Linked DNA regions of Anser cygnoides: region 1 is linked to region 2. A link is a contact called in public Hi-C data. All regions are on one chromosome and are shown on one strand. The core of a region is the stretch at or near the end of the contact, and the rest is flanking DNA. Distances in the headings are between cores, read along the strand shown. Region 1 holds the start of GLO1 (glyoxalase I). Region 2 holds the start of SAYSD1 (SAYSVFN motif domain containing 1).

Region 1 (6,754 bases), core at 1,834-4,333, 240 kb before region 2:
AATCATTAAATCATTAGTAGCATTAGCAGAATTGTCCTGTTCATGTAAAGTTGTTTTTTTTTTTGACTTAATACCTCTTTAGATTACACTTCAGAAGCAATAGTTACCCCGCTATCGGGATGCTTCAAGGGATCCCAGAAGTTCTAACCACATCGTTTTTCCTCAATTCCACGGTATCCCTCCCCAGATAGTATGTATATTCAAAGAGACAGCAAGTATTACTTCATACTTATATACCAGTGTTCACCCAGCAGTTTGAAAGAGCTCTATAAAGAGAGAGATTAAGCTTGCCAAGTATCTAAGATCTCAGCCATATTTTAAAGCTTTATGACAGTGAAGATGTTTCTGTAGTAGTTAGAACATTTTTATTCAATCCAACAGGACTTACAATCATCTGCTTCTGTTTAATCACCATTACTTAAATGTCATCTCTCATCGCATTAATACTTACTGTGTCAGTTCAAGCGTAGCTTTTCTAGAGAAGGTCCAAGCTGTTCTCTCAGTTTTATCTTTTGGGATATCATTTTTATCTTCGTACCCCAGGAAAAACAGTGAGAACTTCATAGTAGGAAAGTCAAATTTTTGAAGCAGTCTAAGTGAAAAAAAAAATTTTGAAATAGCAACTAAAAAAAGATAATCGGGTAGCCTGCAAATAAATCAATATTCTTCCCCCATGGGAGAATTACTGCCATGATTTTTGCCTGACTGCAGTCCACATCTTAAAATAGCTATGTTTTGAACTATCAAGTAGAAACATTCCAGAACACATCATAAACTTACAAAGACTAGAAGAAACAGATGCTTAAAAGCCAAGCCATCAGTAACTGGATAGCAAAGTCAATACAAAGGCTTATGTCTGAGGCCGCCACTGTTACTAGTATGTATTTCCTCAGGAAGATCCTTATGTTCATCCACTTTACAGTATCACCAAGGAATAACAACCATTTACTTTGAAATTTACTCATGCCATAGAACTTGCTGGCACCAGACCAAGTTTACAAACACAAGCAAATTAAAAAAATAAACACACAGATGAAATATTTTTACTATTTCCACAGATTGGTATAATCATAAAAGTCATTTCAGACATGATAATTTAATCAACTACAAAATACCCAAGGTCAGAAAAAGCTGCTTATAAAGTTTATCCCTTTGCTAACAGCAAGGATTCACTCGCTTTATTGTGACATATCTGATACACACACATCATTGTTCTATAGAAAATTGCACAAGATAACAGACTGCTAAGAGTGATCTCATATGATGTGTACAAAATGTTGTAAGCTTCAGAGAACTTTTGAAAAGACTCTGCTACTTTTACCTCATTCCTAGAAACGTGGCATACTTCAAATCATTTTTACATCGGAAATTTGATCAGAGCAAGCAAGCATGCAAGACACACCTAATTTATTTTTCAGCTTACCATTTAATTACTTTTTAATTTCTGTCACACACCTCTTCACTGAAGTAGAAGCATTTTATTTTACCTTAGACTGGACTGATTTCAGGATGTTTAAAAATAAACTAGAATGTTGCTTTAAAACAAACTCTTTTCATATGACAAGAATGTGCAGAGTCTTAGCACAAACACCTTAGGCTACTGCAGGGCATCTGCCTCCTCACAGCCTTCTCCAAAAGGAATTTGAACCTTGTCACCAGTTTGTGTTGTCTTGGTCTCTTATGTCCAGAGGTGGTCACCAGCCACCTCTGAGAACTAGCAGAAAGTTTTAAGATTTATAGCAACGACTCCTGATTATAAGCACTGTCATACAAGTTACCAGTTAACTGCCGGATCACCGAAGATAAAGTAAGAGAGTTGTATACTGATGATTAATAACCTACTTCAGTGAAAAAAAGAAAATTCTAGCCAACACCAATTTTAGTTCATTTGCAACTTTAATTGCAACATTAATTATGCTGTGGAAATTCTTGGTGATTGCCAGACTACTTAACTTGGCATTAGTTGATAGGCCAGCACTGTTGATGTAGTTAGACCAATTAGTATAATTACATCAAAATAACAAAAACTTGTCTTTTGAAAACAATACTATGAACAACCAAAGTTACTGTAGCATACAACTTCCACTCACGTCATTCCAAGAATTCTTGTATAAAAATCCAGCGACTTCTTAGGATCCTTTACTCTTAACATTGTCTGCTGAAACAAAAAGTCCTGTGGGGGAAAAAAAGAAGAGTTTATTTTTATATATGAAACAAATATGTACTAACAAAGAAGTAAGTTAGTAATGAAACTAAAAACGGCAGGTATAGAAGTAACAAATACAGTATTATATCCAATGTAAATAAAATCTTTGCTCTTGATGCTACCGATGCACCTTTGTATTAAATAAAAATACCTTTGTAGCATAAGGAGGAAAAAAAAAAAAAGAAACTGCAGGCATCATTCCCTATGTAAATCAGAAATATCAAAAGTTTGTAGCATTCTTATTTTTATTATTTTTTTTTTTATGGAGCTGTACTATACATGCTGTGCCCTGCATGCAGGTACGTGAGCAGTTGATACTCACTGCAGTTGGTACTCACTGCATACATACACAGAACTTAATTAAAGCTAAACTGCTGAGCTCATTATTTCATTGCACAGTTGTTGAATCTCTGTCAAGCACAACGGTATTTTGGCCTACCAGTCTGTAAAGGTATTTTCTCAAGCCACAGCATAACTTTATATACCAAGGGCTACTGAACAGCTAGGTGGATGAAAAGCAAGTTAGATACTTCCGACACATATCCCATGCAGACTTAGATTCTAAGTTTAAATACTACCAGCTATTTCCCCTAATAAAACAGCCGCCAATTCTCTCCCTTCCCGGCCCCATGCCGCCCCCCACCCTCCAAAGGGGGACGCCGCCGCCGCTACCACAGCGCCGATGCGCCCCCACACACTCCCCAGCCGCCCACCCCACCTTGGTGCTGGGATCCGGCTCGGAGCAGGCGCCATAGACAGCCTCATCGCTGAGGCCGCACGGCTCTGCCGGGGCCGCCATTTTACGGAGCTGGGAGAAGGGGAGGAGAAGGGAGGATGAAGGCTGCCCGGGGGAGGCAGCGCTCCGCCCCGGAGGTGTGGCGGAGCCGCCTTCGGCTTCGTGCTACGGGGGGTGTCCACGAAGGGATGGAGAGCGGGGCTTTCCCTCGGCTTATCTATCTATCTATTTATTTATTAATAAAAAAAAAATCCCACCAATCCCGCTTTTGGGGTGGCCGGATTGGTGGCTTCTCCCGTACTAATAAACGGGTGCTTTTAAATGTAAGTCAAATTTAACCTGCAGCGTGCGGCAGGTTAATTACCCAAAATGTGGAGGCACGGGTGTTCTGCATGACTGTGAAGGAGCGCCCCTCTCTGGATCGCAGGCAGAGGGTACCATAAAAGCCCCTGGACAGGCTTACATATTTAACTCTAATAAACTGCTTTATTTTGTAAATCCTTCCAACTGATGGCACGTTAAGGTGGCTTGAAAATCTGACTTTATGCCTTTAGACTGTGAGCTTACAAATGTGTGGTTTACTCATTTCAGTACCTAGAGATGTCAGTTTCTGTCTTGACTGACAGAAGCTAAGGGAACATTTTGGATAATAGTTGCTTCCCTTTAGAGTTACACAGTGCCACTTTGGGCTAACCTGTTATTTCAGGTGTAAAAGGTAAGAATACTCTGTCTTTCAAAGCTAAGAATGAAAAACAGCTTTTTCTTGCCTGAACTGAATATTCAACATAAGCTTACACTTGTGGTAATTAAGAAGAACAAACAAACAAACAAACACACATGGCAGCACAGAAATTTTGTGTAAATCTTGTTACGCTTCTTGAGTTCAGAAAGTACACATAGTGCGCATGAAACAAATCCCTGATTTTATGATATCAAGCTGTGCAAGTTCCTTCACAGAGGCCTTTGGTGCTCCCCACGGCCCTTAGGGCAGGGGCAAGGTTCAGCTCCTGAGAGCTGAGAGGCAGCTGTGGGCCCCTGAAGGGCGGCGGTGGCTGGAACCGAACCGAGCCGAGCCTGCAGCGGTTACGGGCGCCCGGTAACGGCCCGGCCCCATAACGGCCGGCCCCACAGAAGCCGCCGCGTTGCGCAGTACCGGCACGGAGGCTGGCAACGGCAGACCGGGACGGAGGGAGCCCGCCGCGACGGGGCGGTTGTGCTGCCTTGGGGTCGCTCTCTTGGTCCCTGTGCTGTGAGGTATACTTGGAGCCAGGCTGGTGAGGTTCTGCCTGCCTCTCTCTCCTGAAGTAGAAGTGCCGGTTTAGGTACCTCAGCTTGTCGGGAGAGAGATAGAGATCAGGATCCCTGCTCCTCTACGCTTGGGAGGCGTCTTCTCCTTCCCTCCCTCACCACCTCCTCCCCACACCTTCTCAGATGTGCTCCTCTGGAGCAATGTGGGGCTTTCCTGGCATCCCACTAACGGGTGTCCCTGCTCCCAGCCCCTTGGGCTGGCTCTGTCAGCGTACTTGATTGCTGAAACTGGAAGGTTTAGAATTGCCCTTCTCAGGCTGGTCCCCAAGGTGAGGCTGCCCCAAGGACTGTGGAAACCTTGGCAGCTATGGAGCAGCATTGAGACTTTGTTTCTCTCTTCCTCTCCCTAAGTCCTACTGTCAAATTGCTGCCGCTCTAAAGGGGTCAGGAGAGAAGCTGAGAGAATCACTTTTCAATGGACGGGTGCTACTGCTAAACAAGGTAACACCATTTTCATCTTATTATTTTATAAAGAACTAGTGCATTGGTCAACATTTTTCTACAGATTTGCTGAGAAATACAGAAAAATGTATGTCATGTTGATTTATTCATTTATTTATTTATTTATTTATTTTAATAGCAAAACCTGTTATGAACCAAGCATTTGGGTTGGATCTCAGCTCTAGGATTAAGAACATAAGAAAATCAGAACTACCATACTACGTCAAACTAATGATCTTTCCCCCTTGTGTTCCCTCTCTAATAGTGGTCAGTGGTTGCTGTCTAGTTTGGGAAAAAATACAAGAACCAAGACACTATACAGATCAGGGGCTATCTCCTGATAGCCCCTTCAGATTCTGTCAAACAGAAGCTTGGGGACTACAAGTTTGCCTAGATTTCAGAGGCAGAGCAGTGCCTCATCTCTGAATCTCAGAGTTCAGAGGAGAGGCATAAACATTTTCTGCATAAAAAGAAGAAAATTCAAATAACATTCTTCAAGCTGCTATCAAAACCAGAGAATGACTGCTATCCCTTTGCCAAAACTTTTGAGAAAGAGGGAGAAAAATACTACCAGTGTTTGGAATGATGTAGAATAAAGGATACTAAATCTTGGATTTGAGTTCCAGGGAAAAGTGGAAAGAATGAATTTGTTGGTTTATGCTATACTTCAACTGTACGTAAAAGATGGTGCAGGAAACTAGGCTCACTATTCATTTGTTTTGCATGAACAGGCCCTGTAGACAAGGTTTAGGGCACCTGGAGAGGAGGAAAAGAAAGTTTGAATGTAAAAGAACATCTACTGTTTTAACTAGAATAAGTAGTCAGCTGGAGTTCATGCTCTTTTCATCTGAAGATCATGCTCTTCTCATGCTGAGATCTGAAAATCTCAGCCTGGACACCAGACAACTTGTGCATATATGTTTGGAGAGTAAGGGAGGATGCTGGTATACAATGTAGTCTTTGTTTCTAAAGAAAGCTGTGAGAACCCATCTCTCTAATCTTGAACTTTAGGGTAAAGTATCAACATCATGGTACAACTGCAAAAGGCAAAGAAATTAACATCCAACCTATTCCAATCCACCTGAGTTTCAAAGACGAAAGTGCCACTGCTGACCTTATAGATGTCCAGCCAAGTCAGACTAATATAGAGGAAAATAAAGTTGTTAATAAATTTAGACTTTACATTTTAAGTTTTTTTTTGTTTTTTTTTGTTTTTTTTTGTGTGTTTTGGTGGTGGTGGTGGTTTGGTTTGATTTGTTGTTGTTGTTTTGTGTTTTTTTTTTGGTGTGTGTGTGTGACTTTTGTGACTTTTCCTAAGATGTTTTTTCCTAGTACTTTTACTTCAGGAAAGAGAATATTTTCTGTAAGAGGTGATTACCTGCCAAAGTCCACAGAACACTGGCTACTTTGCAAATCATGGGCAAAAATAAGGAGCTAGTAATGTGAAACCATCATTACTTTTCATGTCAGCCTAATTTTCTATTTCCTAAAGCTGGCAATGGTGTCTAAGAGCATTTAACATACAGTTATACCTGTGATTGGCTGTCTAAAGTCCTCGTATGAACTACTAGGTAATTTGTGCTATTTATTTTAATCTTCATGGTAATAGTACTCTGAGTAGAGTGGCAATTTCCATGTTTTTGTTTTTCTCTGTTACCCTGGGTGTTTATATGGGTTCTGTAAAAATTTATCCATTATGACTTCCCCATGTGGCTGAACAAGCTATTTTTAGAGGACTAAACTAGCCACAAGATGAAGACTTCAGGTGGAGCTCTACTGATGGTTACAGTTCCTTAAAACTAGTTGTTGAATCCATGTGTAGAAGTGAGGGCACTGAACAAAACAATTATCTGTGTATTTAAGAATGTTAAGATTGACCGAATGGGACTGATGGCAGCTGGCAAATGCAAGCAGACGAGCATGCTTCCTAATAGGAAAACAGGGAAAGATGATTTAGATGCTTCTTTGTAGCCATGAATTACAGGCTTGGGATTCACAAGCCAAACTTTTATTGGGCTTATGAGGTAGTGGAGTAGAAAAGGGAAGCAAATGCCAGGGCCACT
Region 2 (6,381 bases), core at 2,552-5,051:
ATCCCTGCCCATAGCCTTCCTGTAATGAGTAGCTGCCATAGCCTAGCAGTTAACTGCTCAGCAGAGAGAAAAAGAACATATTTTCAAGTCCCTCTTTGCACTTGAGTTCACATCCCCCAATGCCAAGAAAATGGACTGGATATTCTGGGATGTAATTCAGCATCTTCCCTGCCTGAAGCTAGATTGCTTTGCATGGAATTATTTAATCATTGTATTAGAATTCAAATTGCCAACAGGGTGGATTAGTTTTGTAATCAGCAGGTTAGAATCAAATTACACAGGATAGGTTACCTTCTTCTGCTATAATGCTTATAATTGAGCTCCAGGGAAAAAGTCAGACACATTTGTAGAAATCCACCACAGGTCTCGGGCTGGTTTATGTCTGCTTAGCATGCTTGCTACTATGCAGACCATTCCCAGGCTGTCCCTTCATAACTTCAGCTGCAGAGTTGACCTTGGAATGAAGCACCTCAGGTTCGTCTGTAAATTTAATACCTAGTTTCTACATTGTCACCATTAATACAATGCCTTACTACTACATATGTATGCTAATTGCTGTCCTGAAATTTAATTAATTAGCTTCTTGTATGTTGAGCATACCTGATGTTTCTACTTAACATCTACCATTAAGTGCTTTGGATAGGAAAAGTGGTAAAATTAGAGTCATTGGTAGGTGAAAAGGTGGTAACAGGTTAAATAAATACCTGTGTGATAACGCACACTGGAGGGACTGATTTCACCCACGAATAGTCAAGATAGGGCGCTAGTTTTCCAGGGCCCAGCTTGGTTGTGTGCAAACCCAGAAAAAACGTTCCTCCTACTTGCGCAGCTGTTAGCAAAATTAATTTTGCTATAGCAATAGGAAGTTATAGATGCGTTGTAACACACTATTTTGCTGGGAAAAAAAAAAAAGTATACATACCAAATGAAAGCTAATAGACATAGGAATAGACAGCAAAGTCCTTACAGGCGTGGCATCAAATCTGTACTTAGTTGCTGTCACAAAATTTGACATGCTTTTGAGCTACTAGGCTCCTTTTACCCCTCCCAGTGTCACTTAAAAACTGAGGGCTTTGGGCCCGTTGGAATAACTCCAGCACCAGCTGTCAAACTTACCTTCTTACATTATGACTTGTCAGAATCCAGCAGGAAAAAGAAAAAAAAAGGTATGTTAGACAAGCAGAGTTTTGGTGTGGTTTTTTTCCTCTCCAATTAAGCTCGCTTCTTCAAGCCTTTTAATATCCCCTTTACATACTGGTGAAACAACTCAGTGAAAGGAATTGCCACCAAAGCAGAGTAACAATAATATATTTTGAGAAATATTTTCAGCAAGGCCTAAACAATGATTTCTACATCGTACTTTATCTAGTTCAGTAAAATCTTTTACAAACCTATGTTGTTATTCATGACATCTCCATTTCAGAATTTATAACTTGCATTTATTTGAGTAGCATGAAATAAGCAAAGCAACACAAAGCACTGGAACAGATGAACTGTGTGTATTTTTATTTCTTGTGCCTTTCAGCTTCATGCTCATTTACTGTTGTAACTTGTTTCATAAAGTATTAAATAGAACAGTCTATAAATTCACCTGGACAATATGTAACTAGAGTTTATAGCAAATGAAAACTTTATTTCCATCATTGCTGCTATAAAGTTTCATAATTTCATAGATGTTACCTTATTTTTAATATTTATTTGCATGTCTTTCCTTGTTTAAAAAAACACCCACACGATCTGTGAAAGATGTCAGATTATCAACTCCCCATAAACATGTTTATTTTTATCCTCATGAATAAAGATTCAACTCACAAAATTCTATCACTTGCTGGTGTATTTTATTATTGTTTTTTTAAGTGTCACCTGACTATTTCTTACTTCTTAATTACCATAATACTTTCTAAGAATGTAAAGACTTACACTTCATGGAAGCAAAGGTTTTATTTGTACCACCATGTCCAGTACAACAACTGCTCTTAACCCGCAGAAGCTGTATTAATTAAAGACAAAATGGAGCACTTTATCTGTAGAGCATCAGAAGGAATCAGCAGAAAGAGTGAGAACTCTGTGGATTTTTACATCTCAGCTAGAGGATGGAGGAAGATGTGAAAGTGAGAAAATTCCGTGCTTGGCTTTAAGAAGCAGCATTTGGACTTTACGCAACAGACCAATACTAGAAACTAAAAAGTACTGCGGAGAGCTATTGAAAGATGCTTGGCATCGTTAAACATATTATTTGTACTTTAATCTATTACTCTCTGGTCCAATTGAACTTGATAAATGCTTCCTTTGATTTCCTTAACAAATGACAGAACCTGTAGTAACTCAATCCTTAACACTGTAAATCACTGTTAAAATACAAAAGGCATAATGAAACAGGATTTGAAAGACCAAGCTGTGATTTTTGTTCTTTACTCAGTACTCACAGGCATAAACTCTATTAGCTGCTCTTCACTATGGCAGTTATCAATGATTTGTTTCAATCATGTTTTGTTCCCGTATTTTAGAAATACCAGCGATCACACAGAAAGTGTATACCTGACAGTGTATGGAGTGATTGGAAGAGGCATCACCAGCTGTGCTATGGTAAAAAAAAAAAAAAATGAATCCAGTAACAGGGCAAATCCCTTTCTATCTGAGGGCTTCCTGCATTTCCACATCTGCTGCACGTTGACCCTAAATTTTAAAAAATTACAAAAAAAAAAACATTACCTGTCAGGAATAATAATCAAACCTTTTGTCTTACACTGCAGATGATAAAAGCTGTCACTTGAAGTGAACAGGGAACTTGCATCAAAATCAGATGTGTTAGACGAAACGCTTGAGTGTTAACAGAAGCACCCGCCTCAGCTGTTCTTATACTGCCTCATGTCTTCAGCAAGTGGGTTCCAGACAGAGCTGGCAAAGAAGAGCAGTTAATCACTTTATTAAAGCTGTTGTCAAGCAGCAGCCTTCCTGCCACCACTATTAAGGATACCAGGTGCAGAAACTGACCAGCTGCCAAGCTGACGGCCAGCTGTGCGAGGGCCGTGCCCCTCAGAGCCCTTCCAGCACCGCTCAGAGCAGCTGCTTTCCGCTTCGGTGCCTGCCAGCCGGGCCCGGGGCCACCCCCCAGGAAAGGAGACCAGAGCTACGCTTTGCTACGGCTTTATTCGGGTCCGAGCCGCGCCCGGGGCCGGCCCCCTTCCCTCCTCGTCCCGCAGCAGGCCGGTGCTGAGGCGAGGGGGCCGTGCCCGGCGGCCAGGCGCTACCTCCCGGCGGCCGGCCGGTAGTGCAGCTCCCGCTCCAGCTGCTCGGCCGTCAGCGTCCCGGCGATGGCGGCGCAGCCGGGGTTGAACACGGAGTAGGCGCTCAGCTCGCCCGGCCGCCGCTCGCCGGGGCCGCGGGTGCCGGCGTACATCCAGTACAGGAGGGAGACGACGAAGAAGGGCAGCCCCAGCTCCAGCTCGGCGAACAGCGCCAGCAGCACGGCCCACAGCAGCACCTTCAGCGCCAGCACCAGCAGCGGCCGCGCCGGCTCCGTCGCCGCCGGGACGGGACGGGGCTGTGGAGGCAGCAGCGAGGCGCGGCGTCAGGCACCGGCCCGCCGCCGCTACCGCCGCCGCTACCACCGCACGCCCCCTACCCGCCCACCACTGCGCTCACCTGGCCGCCGCGATCCGGGCCCTCCGAGGCCTCCGGAGCCGCGGCCTTTCCCGGCGGCTCCTCGGAGAGCGGCGGGAGGCGGGCGGCGGCGGAGCCGGTGGTGGTGCCGCGGGCGGCCCGAAAGCGGGCGAGGCGCTGCTCCACGGCAGCCGCCATGGCCGCCCCGCGGCTGCGCAAGGGCGGGGCAGCGGCCGCGCCTGTGACGCCTCAGCGGAGGGCGGGCGGGGCACGGGTGGGGGATCGCGCGCGCCGCCCTGCGGGCCGGCCGGAATGGGGAGTCAGATTGCGGGGTCCCCCAGCGCTGTGAAAACCAAATTTCGGAGGTTTTAGGCCTCTGAAAACACGGGGAGATGGCCAGATGGGTAGTCGCGCCTTTCCGTGCAGAATAGGTAGGGGACCCCACTACGTAGCTCTGAAGAAAAGTTGGACGTGACTGAAAGCCTCCCCTTTTTCTTTCCTTTTTTTATTTTTAAATCTTAAAGACTAACGTCAACACCAAAAAGAAAAGGAAACAGAGGGAAGAAAGCATGGGGTGACCAAAGGACGCACAGGGAGAATGAGATGTTAGCTGCTCTGGTGACTCCAGTGTTTGTATTGACGCCTGAGCGGCCATTTTGTGAAAACACTGGGCAGCACCAGAAGGGACAGCAACATGGCGGACACACGTGTTGGGCCCTGCACGAAGCCCTACTCATTTGGCCTGTCCTAGGTGGCTGCTGCTCTCAGGGAGGCTGAGAGGCACCGGGGATGACCCAGCACCACCCTGCTTCTGGCCATGGAGAAAGACATGATGGCCAAGCCAGCAGGGCCCCACGGAAGTAGGCTCTGCACGGTGGCACATCCAGACAGGCCCATCCTTCTCTCTGTTTAACCAAAAAATTAAACTCAGGAGAAGCAGCTCTGTCACATTGTCTTTCAGCTATCATTACAGCTGAGAAATAGAAATTTATTTACAGGAGCTTGCTCTTAGCCTCCAGAGTAGAGCATTTATCACTTTCCAGCAGTAATAGTTACCAATGAGACATCATTTCATCCTGCAGTGCTGTTTCCAGTCACTTATAGCTTTCTCAGAAGTGACCTTTAGGGCTGAATATCTCATGCATGTGTCAGCCTAGAAGTAAACATGAGAAGTCTAATAAAAAAACAATTTGGGTGTTCTTAAGTTATCTTAATGTGGAAAATTTTATTTTATTTTACTTTTTCCAACTAAATCATTTTTCAAATGCCTATTTTATGCTTGGTTACAAAATAACTTTTCTTTCAACCTTCAGACTTTGAAAAAAGTGCCACAGTGAATGACATTTTTCTCTTTATTTGTGGAAATTTGATTTTGAAATCACAATCCAAAATGTTTTAGGATATCCTACACATGACATTATTTGATTTTGATTTTTTTTTCTTCCTCTTACACTACTGCTCATGAAAACAATGCCTCCAAGAAGTGATGGGTAGTTCCACAATTTATGCTCTGCATGTGTCATTAGTCAAACTAATAGTTAAAGCTGAGTTTAATTTTATTCAAATTTTACTGTTTTATCATGTTTTTGCTAGCATGCAAATAGCTATTTTATAGCTTTGTTGGGCTACCTATATTACTGTGTATTGTTAGAAAACACATAAAAGAGTGCCATGAATCATGCCTTTGAAGTGTAAGTGCACTACAGTAACATCATCCGTAAATGAGCGTTACACAGCAGACAAATACCTAAACAAATTTTATACATAGCGTCTTAAATGACTTCAGCAGATCATTTTTGTAAATGAACAGCTTAATTGCATAGATATTTAGTGTTTTTTGTTTGTTTAACAAACCATCTGGACAATTTATTCTGGACTCCAGTGCTTAAAAGGGTTCAAGACAGTTCAACAAGCCCTATCTTTGTATCCTCATCTAGTGACTGGAAGGGCAGGAGAGTGCATTGAGAATTGGAGGAACAATTCTTTGGGACGTTTGAAGTGCTTAGTGCCTTTCTCCCTATGTATAAGAAAAACAAATTAACCATAGGTTTTTGTAGTGTGTAGTGTTTAGGCAAGCTAGACACCCGCAAATCTATGGGCCCTGATGGGATGCACCAGAGGGTGCTGGGGGAGTTGGCGGATGTGATTGCTGGGCCGCTTTCCATCATCTATCAGCAGTCATGGTCATCTAGAGAGGTCCCAGATGACTGGAGACTTGCAAATGTGACACCCATCTATAAGAAGAGTCATAAGGAGGACCTGAGGAACTACAGGCCTGTGAGCCTGACTTTGGTGGCAGGAAAGGTGATGGAACAGGTCATCTGGAGTGCAATCACACAGCATATGAAGGACAACTGGGGGATCAGGCCAAGTCAGCATGGGTTCATGAAAGGCAAGTCCTGCCTGACCAACCTCATCTTCTTCTATGACCAGGTGACCTCGCTGGTGGATGAGGGAAAGGCTGTTGACGTAGTCTACCTAGACTTCAACAAAGCCTTTGACATGGTATCCCATAGTGTTCTCCTGGAGAAGCTGGAGGCCCATGGCTTGAACAGGTACACTCTTTGCTGGGTTAAAAAGTGGCTGTATGGCCAAGCCCAGACAGTAGAGGTAAACAGAGTGAAATCCAGCTGACAACAGGTCACCAGTGGTGTTCCCCAGGGGTTGGTGTTGGGGCCCATTCTCTTTAATGTCTTTATTGATGACTTGGATGAGGGAATTGAGGGCACCCTCACTAAGTTTGCAGATGACACCAAGTTGGGGGGAAGTGTTGATCTT

Evidence for each region. A called contact is a pair of places that touch in the nucleus more often than the background predicts.
Region 1: a contact with region 2 is called in a Hi-C map of liver, with 2.2 times the contacts expected there. The contact joins the promoter of GLO1 here to the promoter of SAYSD1 in region 2. A contact is called at or near these places in 2 of 7 Hi-C or Micro-C datasets (both in liver).

Annotation. Positions count from the first base shown.
Region 1 is chr3:33,001,733-33,008,486 of Taihu_goose_T2T_genome, reverse strand. It overlaps GLO1 (glyoxalase I), which reads right to left and starts at 3,083. Exons shown (of 7, transcript XM_048080077.2): 1 at 2,925-3,083; 2 at 2,091-2,173; 3 at 452-592. The coding sequence starts at 3,005. It overlaps DNAH8 (dynein axonemal heavy chain 8), which reads left to right and starts at 3,136. Exons shown (of 93, transcript XM_013171043.3): 1 at 3,136-4,196; 2 at 4,602-4,691.
Region 2 is chr3:32,764,280-32,770,660 of Taihu_goose_T2T_genome, reverse strand. It overlaps SAYSD1 (SAYSVFN motif domain containing 1), which reads right to left and starts at 3,801. Exons shown (of 2, transcript XM_048080078.2): 1 at 3,646-3,801; 2 at 3,132-3,544. The coding sequence starts at 3,801. The coding sequence ends at 3,248. LOC136790370 (a long non-coding RNA gene) reads left to right here and starts at 3,832. Exons shown (of 2, transcript XR_010830198.1): 1 at 3,832-4,034; 2 at 4,128-4,544. GLP1R (glucagon like peptide 1 receptor) reads left to right here. Exons shown (of 13, transcript XM_048080074.2): 13 at 1-1,979.